2 separate regions of the Zea mays genome follow, and region 1 is linked to region 2. The links are chromatin contacts, called in public Hi-C maps. All regions are on one chromosome and are shown on one strand. The core of a region is the stretch at or near the end of the contact, and the rest is flanking DNA. Distances in the headings are between cores, read along the strand shown. Region 1 has its middle 87 kb from the start of LOC103628521. Region 2 has its middle 19 kb from the start of LOC111589423.

What was found. A called contact is a pair of places that touch in the nucleus more often than the background predicts.
Region 1: a Hi-C map of tassel shows a contact between it and region 2, with 5 times the contacts expected there. The contact joins two enhancer-like sites. A contact is called at or near these places in 3 of 25 Hi-C or Micro-C datasets (bundle sheath, endosperm and tassel).

Annotation. Positions count from the first base shown.
Region 1 is chr5:146,320,092-146,323,142 of Zm-B73-REFERENCE-NAM-5.0, forward strand. No RefSeq gene overlaps it. Among protein-coding and RNA genes, the nearest start is that of LOC103628521, 87 kb to the left of the region's middle. Within about 2 kb of position 1,365, at least 17 of the 20 cell types and tissues checked have an H3K27ac peak or open chromatin away from gene starts, as enhancers often do. A contact at or near this core is called in bundle sheath and tassel, where this site is marked.
Region 2 is chr5:146,086,079-146,088,940 of Zm-B73-REFERENCE-NAM-5.0, forward strand. No RefSeq gene overlaps it. Among protein-coding and RNA genes, the nearest start is that of LOC111589423, 19 kb to the right of the region's middle. Within about 2 kb of position 1,298, at least 16 of the 20 cell types and tissues checked have an H3K27ac peak or open chromatin away from gene starts, as enhancers often do. A contact at or near this core is called in bundle sheath and tassel, where this site is marked.

The DNA of each region.
Region 1 (3,051 bases), core at 115-2,614, 230 kb after region 2:
AAATCGGAGTTAAAATGAGGAAGATACGAATTTCCTAAGATTTTATGTATTTGATACGAGATTAATTAAGAAATAATTTTTAATACCATTTTCATGTTAAAACAGAGTTACTAAATGATAAACAATAATCTTACAAAATTATAGAAACTGAAATGGACTCATTTGGACTTAATATGAATTTTCTTGGGATTAAACAAGTTTTCCATAATTAATTTTGTGCTAAAAATCATTTCTTAAATGAATTTCTTAAATGAATTTCCATAATTAATTTTCCTAGAGGCCAGGACTGCACATCAATTTCTGGAAAATATAGGGTTCCTGGGGTAAGATTGCCTAAGACACAGATCTATCCCGCGGGGGATGTCGGGTTCAATTTCATAAAAGTACATGGACTCATCTGCAAAACAGCGGATGAAGGGGTATGGGCGACTCTGAGCCCTCCGATCTCGGCTGAATGGCCCCGATTAGAACATGAATCAAAGGAATGGGTTTTGATCTACGACCGACCAATCTGAGATCGATGGCCCGGATCACACTCTACTTCTCTCAACCCAGCCCGTCCATGCACAGATCAGCGGCCAGGATTGATCCCAGCCAAAGTAGTACGTCGTTCTAATCTTGATCGCCCAAAATCGATCGGGCGGCCCAGAAGTCGCCCCTAACCCCTCGACGTCCCTGCTGACCGAACTACGATGCGCCTACGGTATTCCGCGGCGGAGGGCTCCAGTGAGACCTTCGGTTTTCGCAATACGAAGTCAATGGCCCTCCTGAGGGCGGCTACTCGAACCACCGGATGCATACAAAATACAAGAGCGCAAACATACCGACAATCGGGCAGTAGGGGTTGTAATCGCGACGAGGGGCGGGCGAAGGCGTTGCATAGCGTCGACAAGAAATCCAGGCAACCCCAGCTGCCGAGCTCGCCCAGAAGGGTTTCGACCACGTGCGGAGTGCCCTAGTGGTGGTCCCGGCATCCACCGAAGCCCGGCCCTCAACGTGTGGAGGTGGCGCCGACGGCGGCGAGCTTTCCGCCCCACACAACACATGGTCAGCTCTCTACGGTGAGTATTTCGAGTCTCGACTGGATGAGGAAGAGGCCGCGGAGGTTGGCAATGGCCCCAATTTACACGCGGGGCCAGGAGACCGGGCCTAGGCGTTCGTGTCGAGCTTCTCGCGTGGTGGTTAAACGGAGTTCGCCATGCGTGCGAGGTCGACGACTCTGTCAAAGGGACCCCATGCGACAGAGACAGGGGAGAGAAAGGAAGCGTTAGGGCGACTGGCGGCCAGGCCCCACTGCACCGCGATGAATTCCAGCGACCGGAGGCTGAGCAACGATCCCCACACATCAAAGACCAGGTTGACGCGTGTGGAGCGTGACAGAGAATGACCGAGGGACCCGCATGTCAGTGGGTTTGAGGGGCACGCGGCGTGATAAGAAGTGGGCTGTGCGGGTATAAAGGGAAGGTGGGCCGAGCTTAGCGAATCCGGCCCAGCGCACAGCTTCTCTTTTCTTTTATTTTGGTTATTTCTTTTCCTTTTCTTTTCCATTCTCTTGATTTTCAAATCTAAATTTAAATTTTGTCATGAGTCTCACCATGAATCAAAATGTACCCAATTCAAATATTAGTGTAAAGAAGTATATTCTTATTTATACATTTTATTTTTCCTCATTTGTTTAGTATTTTCTTCTCTTTTCTCAAATTCTAATATTGCACCTTTGGGTTAAAACCTAATTCCCATCTCATTATTATATTCCTATATTATTCCTTTTTGACATTACAAAATTCTAATTCCAATCTAAGATAAAGTTTAGGAATTCACCTTTTACTACATACTCCAAATCAATTATGAAACAATAGATATATATTTATTTTAATTGATTAAAGGTTTGATATATGAGACACACTCATATTGTTTTCTTTGAATGTGGGATAAGAAGTAAAAGTTACTTCGAAATTAAGTATTCATGTAAATAAATGTTTATGGTGCATCCTTTAATAATATGCATAATCAATTAGTTCAATAGTAAACTTTTCTATTACTTCTTTTCTAAAATATTTCTTGGTTTTCAAAATTCAGTTCTCAATTTTCAACACTCAAGTATAATTTGAGATATCTGAATTTACTATTTCATTTATCCATATCTTTATTTTGTTATTATTATTATTATTATTATTATTATTATTATTATTATTATTATTATTATTATTATTGTTGTTGTTGTTGTTGTTGTTATTTTCTTATGCACATTTTGGGCATTACTGTTCAAAATGAGTTGCTTTTTTATATGTTGGAATAAATCACCAAAAAGGAGGAGACTGAAAGGGAAATGTGCCCTTGGGCCATTTCTATATTGTTTTCGTGATTAGATGCACAACACACTATGTGAGAACTAACATGACGTTGAGCAAAGGTATATGAAGCAAATCTAGACGGATCAAGTATGAAGGTAAGTTCTAGACACTTAGTCATTTGTTTTATGTGCTAAACATGCTTGTCTAAGTGTCAAGAACTCAGTTGAGTAAAGTCAAAAAGGAGCAAAAGAAGTTAAGCTGAAACAGCCAGACTTCACCAGCCCGCGGGTGCATCGGACACTGTCCGGTGCCCAGGCTGGCGCGTCCACGAACTTGTTGCTCTCAGGAATCATCGAGGACGATGCGGCTAAAATTCACCGGACTGTTCGGTGTACACCGGACTGTTCGGTGTACACTAGACTGTTCGGTGTACACCGGACTGTCCGATGAGCCAACAACGTCTGCGCCAACGGTCGACAGCGCAATCAGCGCGCAATCAACGGGCGATGTGTGGCCAGAGCCAATGGTCACCAAGCTGCACCGGACTGTCCGGTGTGCCAAGGGGACCATGGCTGCAACGGTCGGCTTCATCAAACAAGGAAAGAAATTACGCACTGTTCATGTCCGGTGGTGCACCGGACTGTCCGGTGCGCCCACGGACATAAGGCAAGAATTTCCTACCAAATGGAGCTTCAATGACTCCTAGCTACCTTGGGGCTATAAAAGGGACCCCTAGGCTCATGAAACATTACACCAA
Region 2 (2,862 bases), core at 48-2,547:
GGCACGGGGTTGACGCGGCGCGACGTGGGGCCGAGCGCTGGGGCGTGCTCTGGCGTTGCCAGGACGCGTCGAACACGTGGCCGTGTTAATCTGACCGAGTTCTTGCGCCTGCTGAGCACCCAAACGTGCGAATCTTGCCATATGACTTGTTCAAGATTTCTTCCCTGCACCTAGAGCTATCTAGTTCATGTGAGTTCCAAGGGGAGATCGGGTCTAGCTTGGAAGATATGGTGGCGCCAAGTCTTGTCTGTCTGCACTGTTCACCCCACGACAAAAAGATGTCAAACCGTGTAAAACGACCCTGGATTGGTTTCAAATTTTTCAGGGGTGTGCCTTGGGTAGTTTGGCTACTTTTTGTTATTTGGACCAAGTGGTTTTGGCGCCAGCAAAAGGGTGAACTCTTCTGATCTTTAGACTAAGGCTGATTTTTGACTTAGAGAAAAATGGCTTGCTCTAGGGTGCTCTCCACTTGGGGCTTAATTTTGGGGTTTTTGTAGGACATTTTTGTAATACCTCTCTTACTATATTTTGTAGGTATATTAATGTCTTCAACTTTGGTAAAGGGTTCAATCCATGAATTGGCCATTTGCATAGTTTTCCCTTTAATCCAATGTTTGGGGGGTTTAATGGCCTAAGAGGGGAAATTAGGGTTTTAGAACCTTTTTCATAGGTGAAGATACATGAAGGCTAGGGTATCCCTCCCATCATGATCATCACTTAGTTTAGCCATGGTTCTAAAGCTTTGGGTGTCCTCTCTTTCCATTTAAACACATGTGACAATAGGCCATAGATGCACATTTTAAGCCAGGGCCTGGGTAACACCTGGGGTGTTACACTCCCAATCGAGATTTGGACGACGACAGCGCCAAAGCCGTGGCCTAGACACTACTCCTTCCCCAATGCAATGCTCACACAGCGCTCAATTCCCCCACCGCGCGAGCAGTGGATGTGTGACGAAGGCCCAAGGCGACCGTGCCCGGCTTTACGATCTGGGAACTAGGTGCCCGTCGCGTGGATTTCAGCAATCGGCGAAGACTTCGGTTGTTGCAACAACCTGGAGAATTCGGCATGGATTCGCAATGGCCAGAGCTAGAAGAATCGGAGGAGGGGTATGTGGATTTGGGTCGAGCTGGAATGGCCGAATCCGTAGGAGCTCGACGGGGAATAAGGGAAGGGTTTACAATGGCCGCAAGCCATGCGCGATCCTTAACAAAATCTGCCCAGTCGGATCGGTCTTCAGTTGAAGACGCAGCTGACCAGAGCGGCCCACAAGCAGTGATGGCACACACGAGGGAGGGAGAGGTTGGCGATCCGGGGACCATCAGTCAGAGAGCAAGAGAGCGGTAGAGGGAGTGGGCCCACCGGTCTGCGTGCAAATTTTCTCCCCGGTTGGGCCGCGCGGAGGAAACAATGGAGGTGGGTCGGGGAAGGGAAAATCGGCCGAGGTGTGCCTGTATTACTTCTCTTTCTTTTTTTATTTTCTTTTTGAATTTCAGATTTGAATTTGATTTCAAAATTTGTTTGTGAGCTCCTTTCACAGATTTAGTGCACAATTTAAAAGTACCAGCACGAGGAATTATTTTTATTTATTTACATTTTTCTTTATAATATATACATTCTTTTTCCTTTTTATTGCAATTTCTTTCAACTTTTCAGGTTTCTATTTCAAATTCAAATTCGTTTCCACTTTTTGTTTTAAATTTCAGATTTTCAATCTCAACATAATCCTATAGATCCTACTATTTTCAATGGTATTATTTATTCTTCTCAATGTTTTTAATTCTAGGAGTAATGGATGATTATTACCATTTTCCTTTCTCACTTTCTATTTTATATTTTCTTTATACTTTAAGGTCAATTTAAGTTATGATTCCTTTATTCAAACGAGGTGCCTCAAAATAATATCAGCATGAGATACACATTTCTTTATTTATTTATTTGTTATTTGCATAATTTAATGCCATTATTTGGGTATGCAAAGAGAAAAAAGGAAATCAATGGATCCCAAAACACCCACTTATTTATATATCTATTCATTTTATTATTATTATTTTCTTATACCAATTTTGGGCTTTACAAATCCTACCCCCCTTAACAGAAATCTCGTCCTCGAGATTTGTAAGAAAGAGGGTGTAACAAGTTTGGTTTATAGTCTATGTTTCAATTTCTAAGGGATTATAATACCAAAAGACTCTTTTTTTGTTCAAGTTTATAATACAAATTAGCAGGTGATTACGAAAACATGGGTATATATATGTATATCCACTTTATTATGTAGGGTAAAAGATGTCTTTAAAGCATAGATAGGTTTGAGTAAGAAAAGGGGTACGGTAAGGAAGGCTCCATCCAAGATTGTGGATCGTGACTCCTTTGAAGATCCGATTTTATCCTTCCTTGATTTGATGAGGTCGATCATCTTTGATCTTCAGCCATGTAAACGTTACCCAAGTTGGGGACATATAGTTAAGATGGCTTGTAGGCAAGGACAGATGGTTAGTGGGTAGGTCGCAATGAGTGTTGTCGTGGCATAATCTAGCTTCCTTTGGGGTCTAGCTTGATTCCTATTCTTCTTTAATGAGATTGATCTCTTCCTTCCTGAGCTTTGGTGTCTCCATCCGAGTTTGGGACATGAGGTTAAGATAGATCTGTAGGTAACAGATGGGTAGAGGGTTTAGTAGGTAGCTATATGCTAGATGGGATTAGTTATGTAACATGTTATGTAGGTCAAGTTGTTGGGTATGGCCGAGTTGATTTAAGATCTCAAACTTGTTTACAGTAGCAGGGTCTAATGTATTTCCTTAGCATTAGCCAATCATGTTTTAGTGACTCACAGTAGGTTTGATCATAATAGATTAGATAGGA